2 separate regions of the Canis lupus genome follow, and region 1 is linked to region 2. Evidence: chromatin contacts called from public Hi-C data. All regions are on one chromosome and are shown on one strand. Each heading gives the region's core, a stretch centred on a gene start, on an enhancer-like site or on the middle of the called end of the contact. The rest is flanking DNA. Distances are from core to core; before and after follow the strand shown.

The links. A called contact is a pair of places that touch in the nucleus more often than the background predicts.
Region 1: a Hi-C map of amygdala shows a contact between it and region 2, with 5 times the contacts expected there. The contact joins the promoter of TET2 here to the promoter of PPA2 in region 2. A contact is called at or near these places in 2 of 9 Hi-C or Micro-C datasets (amygdala and blood).

What each region holds. Positions count from the first base shown.
Region 1 is chr32:13,863,488-13,870,336 of UU_Cfam_GSD_1.0, reverse strand. TET2 (methylcytosine dioxygenase TET2) reads left to right here and starts at 4,582. Exons shown (of 11, transcript XM_038581992.1): 1 at 4,582-4,806. It overlaps LOC111093640 (a long non-coding RNA gene), which reads right to left and starts at 5,448. Exons shown (of 2, transcript XR_005382737.1): 1 at 5,075-5,448.
Region 2 is chr32:13,568,732-13,575,134 of UU_Cfam_GSD_1.0, reverse strand. PPA2 (inorganic pyrophosphatase 2, mitochondrial) reads right to left here and starts at 1,263. Exons shown (of 12, transcript XM_038582455.1): 1 at 1,080-1,263. The coding sequence starts at 1,263.

The sequences.
Region 1 (6,849 bases), core at 3,333-5,832, 290 kb before region 2:
TGTAATGAATAAGGTTTAAACTTGGATTCACAAAGCTTGAGTTTGTGAGGTGCTCCTTCCTCTATGTACAGGCTGTATGACCTTGAGTGAGTCACTTAAACTCATTTTTCATATTTATAAGATAGGAATTAAATTCAATGTCAACCCGGATATGGTATATGATATGAATATTAAACATAATAGCACAACTTTACCAAAGAAAACAATAGTGTAAAAAAATGCTTTGAAATCTATAAAATTCTATATAAATGTAAAGGGTGTTTTGAGAGTAATTGCCAATAGTTAAACTTTATTCCTTATTGAAGTTCATCATTAAAGTTGAAAATTATTCTCTCAAAAGAAAGTGGGGGTATAGAGTCACCAATTTTGGATGAGAATAAAAACAAGCAGTGGGGCTCAGTGGTTGTGCGTCTGCCTTTGGCTCAGGTCATGATCTGGGGTCCTGGGATCCAGTCGCACATCAGGCTCCCCAAAGGGAGACTGCTTCTCCCTTTGCCTATCTCTCTGCCTCTCTATGTGTGTCATAAATAAATAAATAAATAAATAAATAAATAAATAAATAAATAAAATCTTTTTTTAAAAGAATAAAAACAAGTAGTTACTAGATTGTAAAATCAGAATTGATGAGGAGAAAAGAGATTGATACTGGTAACATATTTGCTATCCTTCCAAAAGCATTTCCATGATGTCTATCCCACTAATGATCCTAATATTTTTTTATAATGCCTTTAGCAATATTTTAACAGGATTAGACTTTTAAGTTTTTATCTGACATTTCACTTTGCACCCATTATATCAGTTCACACATTGGCTGGCACTTGAGTAAGTTAGGATTATATCATTTGTATCTATTTATCTGTATCATTTGTATCTATCTTAAAAATTTCCAAATTATAGAAAGAGAAGTTAGACATATGACATAAGGTCAGAAAAAAATAGAAATCATATTACTAAAGGAGACTCTATCAAGACCTCATTATATTATGATCTCTGGCCTTAGACAGTAATGGTTTTTTATCAATAATATTTATATCATTAAGTTAGTGTTATGTCTAAATGTTTCATTCATAGGAAACTTTTAAAATTAGTGTTCTACCTATGTTAGACATTTGCCTTGGGATGGTGTGTAGTAATGTCACCAGACAAGAGAAACAAGAAAGCCCCTTCACAACAACGACTGCCGCGCTGTTTGAAGGTCAATTGTCTTTTAAGCATGCAGAGAATCTTTATTGTGTCGTACTTCAGAAATACGTTTTTGGAGATGGGAAACAACAGGCCATGATTTAATGTTTTTGCTGAACCACTGTAATTCTTCCAAAACAATATGGGTCACAACAATTTCTGTTAAAGAGAATACCAAGTCCTTAAAGAAAATTTCCTATTTTGCAGGTGGAGAGGAAATTAAGAATGCATGGGGGGGAGGGGCTGTTGTTTTGTTTGTTTTGTTTTGTTAGTACACTATAAGAAATTTGCATTGTAAAGCAAGCTGCTGTTGTCAGCTCTTTAATGGACCCAGCAGTCAGGAAGCTGCCTCCACCCTAAGAGGCTTAGAGACTGAGCAACTGAGTTAGACAGCAGGTGCCCAGGCCAATCAAGTCAATTTTCTAACGCAGAATGCATGCCGTGGAACTTGTTCTATTAGTCTTTTTTCTCTGTTGAGGAAGCGAGAATTTCTCTTTGTGGGAGCAGTGCTGCTATTTCTAGTTTGAGAAAAAAATGGTAAGGAATTTGACAACAATTGACTGGTGTTAAAACTACAAATTACCCTTTAAAATAGATTATTCACACCTATAGGAAGAATCTCAAGAAGGCACACAACTAATAAAATGTGATTCTGAGTTACACATGGAAAAAATGCACTAATGTCCAGTAAATAACTGGTTGTGTACACTATATCTTTTCTTTCCCAGAAATAGCAACTAAGCAAGAGGTTTTTTTCAAATCAACAATATAAAATCTCATTAACATATTTTACAGTTGGAGACCTTCAGAATTTTACTTCCTTTTGCTATTGAAAAGTCACAATGGCCAAGAGAAGTAATGTATGTTCTTTTAAATTAACAAATGTGGTGGTGGTTAAGGGTGGGGTGAGGGTGCAGAGAAAGAAGTTGGCAAGAAAAGGTTCAGGGCCTGTTGCAAAACCAACTGTAAGCCAAGTATGATTCCAGATAGACAAGAACCACCTGTTACAACAGAGGGAGAGGTTTAAAAGATGAAATGGGAAAGGGGTGACCTTAAAGATCATTTTCCCAATTATAACATAAACAACTAGGGGAACATGCAGTTATTTATATCAAACACATGTGAATACAATATTTGCCACACATTATTCAATATAAAAAGGCATATAATTTCTTATGTATTTCTGTTAAGAGAAACTTCTAGATGTAGATGGTTTATTATTGGTAATAGTAGTAACTACCCAGACATTTATCTAGTATCTTACTGAATCCTCACAACCTTTTTGTTTGAAAGGGTGCTTAACACATGAGGAAACTAACACACAGAGTTAAGTAACATGCTCAAGGCCACCCACTCAGTAAGGGATGGAGTCAGGATTCAATAATTCCTGTCCAACTCCAAAGCCCATGCTTTCAACAATTCTGCTGTACTGTGCACTACATAAGTATATGTCATAGCTTTGGAAAACTTTACTTTCTGGACTTGACAACAACACAAAAAATTAGAAGGAACCTCCCAAACAGCTTAAAGTCCACTAACAATTGCCAAGACCTCCATGACACATTAGTGTACAGTTAGAAAAGACAGAAATTCAACCTCACATGAAATGCTTAAGGAAAAATGAATGATTTTTGCCTCGTTGCAAAATCAGAAATCTGAGTGAACTCTGTCCCACAATGGAATATACAATGTTTCATTAGAACACGCTCTAAACCTCTAAACGTTCTTCTTAGTAACAATGTGACACATAGAAAGAGTTTCCCTTTTTAACTCTTTTCAGAGGGAATATTCCGAGTTCATAAAAATTAGGGAACGTCTTCACTTCGAAAGAAAGAAAGAAAGAAAGAAAGAAAGAAAGAAAGAAAGAAAGAAAGAAAGAAAGAAAGAAAGAGAGAGAAGATGGGCTACACAAAATAACTTGTGTTGACTTAAAAGTATTGTGATCACAATGCACTGATCCTATAGAAGTGTGCCCGAAACATCTACGTAAAAGTTGAATAGCAGTACGTGAAAACTTCTTGTAGAGGACGGCGAATCTCAACTACTGATGTAATGATTCTTAAGAGTTTGGGTTTTTTATTCTTATCTTCGAATGAAAATGTTGTGATTAGAAAAGGGGCATAAAAAGAGAATTAAAGTTAGTCGGCAATAGGAAAGACCATCTGTCCATGGGAGGACGTAGGTACAGACTCCGGAACGTCAGGGAATATCGAGCGTCGGTCACTTGGAATTCGGTGTTTTCCTGGGTCGATTTCTTCGTTACCTAATTATGCGTACGGGTAGAAACTTTCCTCAAAATAGAGGCTCTTACTGGAGAAAACGTAAGCATTTGAAAGCGCAGGTTTATTTCTTACGACCGAATCGAGCGAGACGTGGAGTCACTGGCGAGAAATTCGTGTCGGTCTGTAGGAATCCCTCTCCCTCCCGGCCCACGTGGCAAAAGTAAACAGAAGGTGGGCCGGGGCGGGGTGAAGCGGGACTCGGTCAATTTCCTAATTTGTAGAGTCTTTAAAACTACAGGCCCCTAAAGCACTCAGGGCATGCCCTCGGCGAGGCTGGGGAGCTCTTCCGCCGAGCGAGGTGACAGGGGCCGCGCAGAGGATGCCCAAGCGGGGGGCGCGGCGGCCGCGGGCGCACCTCGGGGGGTGGGGGGCGGGGGTGCGGGCCTCGCCGGGCGCAGGTGGGTGCGCGCGGGGGCGTGTGCGGGCGCACCTGCAAGGAGGGGGGCGGAAGGGCTAGGGAGCTGCAGGGGTGCGGGGAGCGCACACACCTCGAAGCGGGTGGTGGAGCGCGGTGCTGACAGAAAGTTGAAAAGGCTAGTCTGGGGTCTCCATCGCTGTGCCACGCACCCACGCCACCTCCCGGCTGCGCGCCGCCCCCGCCCCCTCACCCCCCCCCCCCGCGGGTGGCCGCAGGTCGGAGGCTCCCCGGGGTGCCCCGGCGGCTGGCAGCGCGCCCGGGAGCTGGACCTCCCCCCCCCCCCCCCCGCCCCGCGCTCATCCCGGCGCGCCGCTCCCCGGGCTCCACCGCACGGCGCCAGGGCAGCCCCGGCCGCGACTGAGCGCCCCATTGTGCTGCCCCCAGGTGCCGCCGGCCTTTGTGCGGGAGGCACCGGGAGGGGGGCTGATTCCCCGGGAGCCCGGGCTGCCCCAGGGCGGCGACGGCGGCCCGGGCGGAGGAGGAGGAGGTGGAGGAGGTGGAGGAGGTGGAGGAGGTGGAGGAGGTGGAGGAGGTGGAGGCCTGCGGGGGAGGAGGCGAGCCGGGCGGAGGAGGAGGAGGGGGAGGAGGAGGGGGAGGAGGGGGAGGCCGGGCGGAGGAGGCGAGCCGGCAGCAGCGGCTGCGGCCAGAGCTCGGGCGGCCGCCGCCGCCTCCCCGCGAGCGCCGCGCGCCCAGGCCCGGCTCGCATGCGAGTCACGTCCGCCCCCTCGGCGAGGCCGCCCCGAGACGCCGGCCCCGCCGAGTGATGAGAACAGACGTCAAACTGCCTTATGAATATTGATGCGGAGGCTAGGCTGCTTTCGTAGAGAAGCAGAAGGAAGCAAGATGGCTGCCCTTTAGGATTTGTTAGAAAGGAGACCCGACTGCAACTGCTGGATTGCTGCAAGGCTGAGGCACGAGAACGAGGTCAGAGCGCTTCTCTTATGCCGCGAAACTCTCCCCTTCCTCCCCCCCTTGCTTTCTCGCGGGCTTCCAGGGCCTGGGGAGCAGACCCCGCAGTGTCACCCACAAATACCAAGAGGGAAGAGGGAAGCTTCACAAATTACTGGAGCCTCTTCAACATGGCTGACAAATATAGTTTTATTCCATCCCCCCCCCCCCCCCCAAACCTGTAGTTCTGTGCTCTCTCCTCTCCCCTGCCTGTGCTCCTCTCCTCCCTACCCAGGAAACTTACCTTTGTGACTCCGACCCGCCGGCTTCCCGGCCTTTTATCCTCCGGAAAGTGATTTTCCTTTGCTTTCCTTTCTCAAATAGTTCAGCTTCGGGGGGCACTACTCTCCCCCTGAATCCTCCCCGACCCCCTTGCCTGGTTGCAAGCCAGACCCGTCTCTGGTTTGACCTAACCCACCCCGGAAAGAAGTCCGCACCGAGCGTTTTTCGACCCTTTTTATCTGCTGCGGGGTCTGGCTGCGGGTTCGCGTCCGCGTCCGCCCCCCTCTGCCCCGTGTCCGCTTTCTGGGGGACGAGCTGCGCGAATGTCACGGGGAGTGGGACCCTAGGACACCGAGCGGGGTTTTGTTTTTCCCTTAAGTCCGCGCCTTTTGCGCGTGGTGCTGAGGGAGAGAGAAGAGTTTTCTCTGGCCTCCCCCCCCCCCCCACCCCAAAGACCAGATCCCACTTTTCTCAGGGTCCATCAGCTCCGCGATGGGCTGCGCCTCCCAGCCTGGGGACGGGGTGTAAGAGAATTTGTGGGCAAATCTGTGTCCTGGCTTTGTGCTTCTCCCGAATCAGCTTCGTTGGGTTCCCCGGTAAGTGACAGGCAGACACAAAGGCAGGCGCAGGCCGGGGGAGGGGGCGGGCGGGCGGGAGGAGGGGGGCAGAGTTGAGAGTTGCAAGCCTGCAAGGTCAGGGGCGCCCAAAGAAATGAAACCCAATCCCAGCAAAGAAACCGAGAAGTAGGGAGCTGATTTCTAACAGTCCCATCCAAATTTCTCTCTCTGTCTTGGTTGCTCTCTTTTCTTTGGTCTTTTATTTATCTGCCTTTCTCTCCGAGTGTCTCTTTTCTCCTCCTTCTCCTTCTTCACACACACGCGCGCACACACACACACACACACTCTCTCTCTCTCTCTCTCTCTCTCTCTCTCCAGTCTTGCCAAATCTTTTCGCTGGGGCTGCTTGTCTTCTGTTATTAAACTAACAGTTTCTAGGGAGAGTTCTCTACCTATGGCAAAATAAAGTGTGGCCTGGATAGACTCCTGGGAAGGTCAAATATGACATATTAAGTATTATTTACTGGCTTTTGCCTTCATGACATACTTTTAATTGCATTGAGTGATTCCCCACCGCCCCCTCCCCCTCCATCTAATGTTTAGGAATTGAAAGAAGGGTGATTTTCCAGTTACTTGCTTAAAATTTACTGAAATATTTTTATAGTTTCCTGTGTAGGGACTAGGATACATCCATGAATTTAAAATCTAAAGTCTCATATTATGCTTTCACCTCTCCAATAAGGGATAATGATAGCAAATCCAAATAAAAAATATTCATCAACAAACGATCCAACATAAGAGGAAGATTATTCCCGAGAGGAAGTTGGGATGTAAAGAGAAAAGATACTGTTTTGCTTTGCTTTGGTTTAAGACTGTGGGTATTGTTGCCTGGTTAATGAAATCATTATATTTGCATTTTAATGGAAAGTTGAAATACTGGAGGAGAGTTATATTCTTTTACATGTTTGCATGTGTGTCTCATAATAGGTTTGAAGTGGAATATAAATTTCAACACAATAAATATTGAGGTTTTTTTTTTTTAATGTTATGAAGCAGGGAAGTGTTAGTGAAGGGTTGGAAAGTCGAACTTAAGTTTAGAAGGCATGTATATGATTAAAAGATGGACAGGAGGAAGAGCACAGTAATGGACATTGCTCCATAAATCAGACTTCCAAAACCATTTGTCCTCAGGAGTTCACTTTGTAACTTTTTCTATTTTGATCTCTGAAAAAAGCAGGTA
Region 2 (6,403 bases), core at 14-2,513:
TTATAATACCTGTAGTATAATTTATATTGTGGACGCTCTGACTAATCACCTGTAATATAATTGATATTACAGGCACTGACTCATCACTTTCCATACGCGTTATCATGAAATTCTTACAGCCCTGTTTTACAGATAAGAAAAAAAAAAAAAAAAAAAAGGCAAGGCGTGGCAGGTTAAGAAAAAACTCGTCCGGGGTCGCTCGGTCACAGAGCTAAGAGCTGGAAACTTCAGGATTCGAGCTTCGCTCTGAAAGCCTCCGAAGCTGGTGCTCCTAAAAGATGGGAATTAAGGCAAGAAAAGGTTTTACAGGAAAAAAAAAAGGGGGGGGGGGCGCCTGGGTCGTTCAGTGGTTGAGCGTCTGCCTTTGGCTGAGGTCGTGGTCCCCAGGTCCCGGGCTCGAGTCCTGCATCGGGCTCCCGGTGCATGGAGCCTGCTGCTCCCTCTGCCTGTGTCTCTGCATCTCTCTCTCTCTCTCTCTGTGTGTCTTTCATGAATAAATGAAATCTTTTTTTTTTTTTTTTTTTTTTTTTTTTTTTTAAGTACTACTCCGTTCAGGGCTCGGAAATCAGTGAGGCACGAAAGCAAGTCTTCCAATCTGGCTATTGTCACCGACACACAGTGGAATGTGTGGGCGCCAAGAAAAAGGAGCATAAGTGACGGCGACCTGGGTCCTTTCCTGACTCAGGAAATCGCCGCGATCCCTGCACCTCGCTTCGCGCCCCGGGCCGCGCCCGTCAGAGGAGACCCGGGCCTGGGGGTGCAAACACGTGACCATCAATGCCGGCGTCCGGGAGCGGGTCCCTCGCGGGAGCCCCCGCCCGCCCGCGCCCCCGCCCGCGCCCCCAGAACACGCGCTGCTCGCGGCCGCCCGCCCCGCTGCAGGGCCCGGGGGAGGCGCGCCGGGCCGCGCTGTCTTCCGGGAGCCCCGCGCCGCAGCGGGGGCGGGGGATGGGGGGCCTCGGCCGCTCCGCCACCCCCGCGCGGCCGGGGAAGGAGGGAGGAGGCCGCTCGGAGGCCCGGGCCCCACCCCGCGCCTCCCCTGCGCGCCGCCCGCCGGGGGCCCCCCGCGAGCTACTCACGGAAGAAGAGGCGGTACCCGGGGGAGCGGGGCCGGCCGCGCTCCTCCGTGCGGTACGAGGCCATGGCGCGGTGCGGGCCAGGCCCTGCGCGCGCTCCCCGGGGCGCGCGGGCGGCAGCGGGGGGCCCCGCGCGCCAGCCCCAGCCCGTGCGCAGGAGCGGCAGGAGCGGCAGCAGCGCGCGCATGGCGTCCGCGGCGGTCGGGCTCCGCGCGGGGCGGCGCTGGGGGGCCCTGGCCCGGCCGCGCGCCGGCGCCCCCTACTGGCCGGAGCCGTCACTCCCGCCCGCCCTCTAGGGGTTCCCCGTGGCCGCGCGGCGGGGCGCCCTGTGCCCAAGCGAGGCCAGGGTTCAGGGCTGAGCCAGAGAGCGTCCAGCACCCCCGAGGAGCTCACGGCCACGTACTACCGCGTATGTGCATTCGTGCCTTCGCTCGTGCGCTCACTAGTCACTAGCACAACAGTATCCTTATTATGATGATTCAATATCGAGGGATCGTGCGCAGCCCGGGTGGCCCAGAGCTTTAGCGCCGCCTGCAGCCCGGGCTGTGGTCCTGGAGACCCGGGATCGAGTCCCACGTCGGGCTCCCTGCATGGAGCCTGCTTCTCCCTCCGCCTGTGTCTCTCTGTCTCCCTCTCTTTCTCTCTCTCTCTGAATTAAAATATATATATATATATTTTATGCATATATCTATATATATATTGAGTGATTGTTCTGTGCCAGGCACTGGTCCAGAGCCCGTCTAACGAAGGAGACAAGCTTTACACCCACAGAGACGTCGTCGTAAGACATCATCAGACCTTGTGAAGATTTGACCTTGACGCTGACTTCTAGAACAACAACAACAACAAAAAAATACATGAGTAACTTCAAACGCCCTCTCCTTCCTTCATAAGGCTTTTTCCTACTTAACCCAACTAGAGGCGATTTATCCTTTTAATTAATTAACTTATCCTTCTGACGTTTTCACTTCTACAATGGCACTTAATGAGCCAGACACTCAGGAATTAAGATTTAGCGTCCTTGCAGGATGCAGCAGCCTGCCCTGCGTATAATGGCTCCTTTGTTGTGGCGGTAAACTGCTCCTGGAAGTCCCTTTTACCAAATCTTTCTATTAGCATGTGACATTTTGATTATCCACTTTACAGAAAAACTTGGAAGAAACAGTTTTCCAAAGGCAGTATCTCCACTTCATACTCTCTCCCCATTTCAATTCAAATATGCTTCCTCTACCTTCTCCAGATCACCAGTGACCTCTGGTCAATGTGAAGTCCAAGTCTTACAATAAATCTTTCTTTACCAGAAGAAAGCAGTAAAAAATAAATAAATAAATAAATAAATAAATAAATAAATAAATAAATAAATAAAACATCTAAAGAAAATTAAATGTTATTCAATCTGAAAGTGAAAGCAAAAATAGCAATTTTGCAAAAAATAGGCCAAAAAAAGTGCACCTATGCTCTTTGCAAAAATTAAGTGGAATGGTTTTAATTAAAAGAGAAAGCATCTTTTGGGGTCCTTCAGTGGCTCAGTTAGTTAACTGTGCTATCAGCTCAGGTCATGATCTCAGGGTCCTGGGATGGAGCTCTGCATGGGGCTTCATGCTCAGCAGGAAGCGTGCTTCTTCCTGTCCCTTTGCCTGTGCTCTGCCTGCTTGTGTGCTCTCTATATATCAAATAAACAAATAAAATCTTTTAAAGAGAGAGAAGGCATTTTTAAAATAACCTTTTAAGGTACTGTAATAAAAATTGGCTTCTAAGTGAAATGTTAATATACACAATGAATACATAAGTTCATGAAAAATATAATTCTAACTTAAAATCCTGGCTCTTGCAACATAAGACAAACATATTTGCAAATATTAATTTATATTAAGTCATGATATGGATCTGATTTTTTAAAATTAGTTGAAACAAACCTTTACTTACAAAATCTGCAAACAGAAATCTTACCAAGATGGTTCTATAGCCACCATATAACTCTGCATAGGTTAATACTTACATCTAGATGGTGGTCAGAATTTTGATCAACATAAATGTCTGGTTGTAGGTGATATAGGGCTCTCCCATGTGAGAGAGCCAAGTTATTTCTATTTGTTACTCTTACGTGTTTAATTTCCATTGCTAAGGTCACCCTCATAGTTCAAAATAGCTGCTACAGCTCCAACCATCACATCTTCATTTCACCTAGGAAGAAAGAAAGAAAGAAAGAAAGAAAGAAAGAAAGAAAGAAAGAAAGAAAGAAGGCTGTGCCCCTTCCCTTAAGAACACATCCCAGAAACTCTAACATTACTTTTATTTGCATTATATTGAGCAACACTTAGTCTACTGGCCACAACTAACTCTAAACTAGCAGCTTTTTTTCTGAATCAACAGAGGCCTAGATAAAAACTGGATGTCATACTACTACAGAAGAAAGGGAAAATGAATATTGGAGGACAACCAGCAGTCTGCCACAAATGACATTTTCTTTCCCTATTGTCCAACTTCCTTGGAAAGATCTGTGAGAATTCTACATATTTCTACTCCAACTATGAACTGGGTTCACGTTCTTCCCAACTAGATACCTGGCTTCGTTCAATTTCACCAATTACTTCACGGCAGTTAAAATTAAGAGACTGGTTTACCCAATTTCCAGAAAGGATCTCTGGGAGATATTGTCAGTAACCCCTTAGGCTCTACTTAGATTGCAGATCGTAAAATGTTTTTGTTGACTGTGGTGGCTTCATATGTAAGTTTGATTAGGTTAAACTGTGAGTCAGATTCTCCCATAAAGGGGGGGAGGGGATTTCTTTTGTGAATATGTCATAGCGGAAATTTAATTTTGTTTCCTCATGGAGAAAAAAAAAGCTTAATTGTTCTATTAACCTTTGAAGTTCAGATGTTTCAATGAGATAAACCCTACTGAGACCAAGTTGTGGCTAATTTCTAATGATCTGTAGATTCTTAGGATAAGACCAAACCTGGCAGAGTGTTCTGGAGCTGAAGTGGATTGTCCAATGAAGAGCCTTTATAACTCCAATGACTGGAGTTTCCCTAGAAAGGGTATGATATGGATGAAGCAGCAAAGGCCGCCCCTGAGAAGACTGGCAATCAAATCAAAAGTCTTTCATGAAAGGTGGCACAAAACCAGCGTCTCCCATAACTATGAAACTGTAGTGGAGATAGGAGTTGGTGCCAGAGAAAAATGAGATAATTATTGAATCCCAATTCTGTTTCTACTTTTAGTTTTGGTAAATGTAACACAAAATCCAACTTGGATAGAGTTGTCATTTTCTGAAATGCTGGATTATCCTGATAGGACATAAAAGAATTTTGGAATTGTGGAGTAGTCATTTATGTGTGATATTATGTAAAAGCAGCATGTGTCTCTAAAATTAATTGTTATCCTTACCTAAAACATAATAAATAAATAAATTTTAAAACCTGCTAATTGCCATCGCTCACGCTTGCTAGCCAATAGCTAACTTTAGGGCCTGGGCTATGAAATATAGTCGGATTCAATATAAGTAATGAGAATTTTAAAGTAATTTTGAATATTTTCTAATTTATCTGTTTAGGAACGTACAAAATATTTCTCTGGCCTTTTGAATACTTTATCTAAAGGGCAACTTTGAAAATATTTTCATGTTACCAACTATTTAAAACATCTGTCATACTATCTAATAAATGTTGCAAAAGTATCTCTAACTGTTACTTAGAGTTCATGTTCATCCTCCATTTGTGAGCCACATTTTTTCCTTCTAAATACATGTCGAAGTTCCAGATCACTTCTCACTTAAAAATTGACTATTATTGTACTGAGGAACAAAGTTATTATCATGACAATACAACGAAACAACAGGGTTTTTATCTGCTAACTTTAGACCTTGAAATATCTTATATTAAATGCTGTCTTGATTTTATATATTTATGGTTTTTTAAAAGATTTTATTTATTCATGAGAGATACAGAGAGAGAGGCAGAGACACAGGCAAAGGGAGAAGGAGGCTCCACGCAGGGAGTCCAATGTGGGACTCAATCCCAGGACTCCAGGATCGTGCCCTGAGCGGAAGGCAGAGGCTCAACTGCTGAGCCACTGAGGCGTTCCTATATTTAGTTTTATAAAAGCTATGATACCTCAAGAGAATAAGAGAAGCTGCAGATGGGAGAAAATATTTGCAAAAGATATATCTGATAAAGTACTATGACCAAAATATACAAAGAACTCTTAAAAATGAAATATAAGAAAATAAACAACCTAATTTTAAAAATGGTTAAAAAGGGATGCTTGGGTGGCTCAGTGATTGAGCATCTGCCTTTGGCTGAGGGAGCGATCCTGGCGTGTCAGGATCGAGTCCCACATCAGGCTTCTCATAGGGAGACGGCTTCTCCCTCTGTCTATATCTCTGCCTCTCTCTGTATCTTTCATGAATAAATAAATAAATAATTTTAAATGAATAAAAATGGTTAAAAGAAGGAAAAAACAAAATAGGGAGAAATACTGCAGTGATTAAATAAGTTTGTGGGTGACAGAACCTATTAGTTGCCCCCCAACATCAGTACTCTTCTTTTACAGCAAAAGAATGTTTGACTTTTCCAAATAAAAACTATACTTTCCAGCTTCCCTTATAATAGGTATCACCACATAATTAAAGTCCACCAATAGAACATCTAGGGACATTCCTTAGGAAAATCTGGTATACACACACACACACACACACAAACACACACAGCAGAATATTGTTCAGTCATGAGAAAGAAGGAAATCTTGCCATTTGTGACAACATGGAAGGAACCTGAGGGCATATTATGCTAAGTGAAATAAGCCAGACAGAGAAAGACAATACTACATGATCTCACTTACATGTGGAATGGAAGAAAGAAAGAAAGAAAGAAAGAAAGAAAGAAAGAAAGAAAGAAAGAAAGAAAGAAGAAAGGAAGGAAGGAAGGAAGGAAGGAGGAAAGAAAGAAAGAAAGAAAGAAAGAAAGAAAGAAAGAAAGAAAGAAAGGGAAAGGAAAGGAAAGGAAAGAAAGGAAAGGAAAGAAAGGAAAGGAAAGGAAAGGAAAGGAAAGGAAAGGAAAGGAAAGGAAAGGGAAAAGAAAAGCAAAGCTGAATTCACAGAATCATAGTAGAATAGTAGTTGCCATGGACTAGGGTGTGGAAGAAACAGGGAGATGTTGGTCAAACATCACAAATTTCCAGTTGTAAGTTCTAGGGCTCTACTGTACACCATGGTGACCATAGTCATGCTAAGAGAATAGATCTTAAATATTCTTAACACACACACATGAAAAAAAAAGGAAATCATGTCAGGTGATGAAGCTATTAACTAGCATTATTTTGGTAA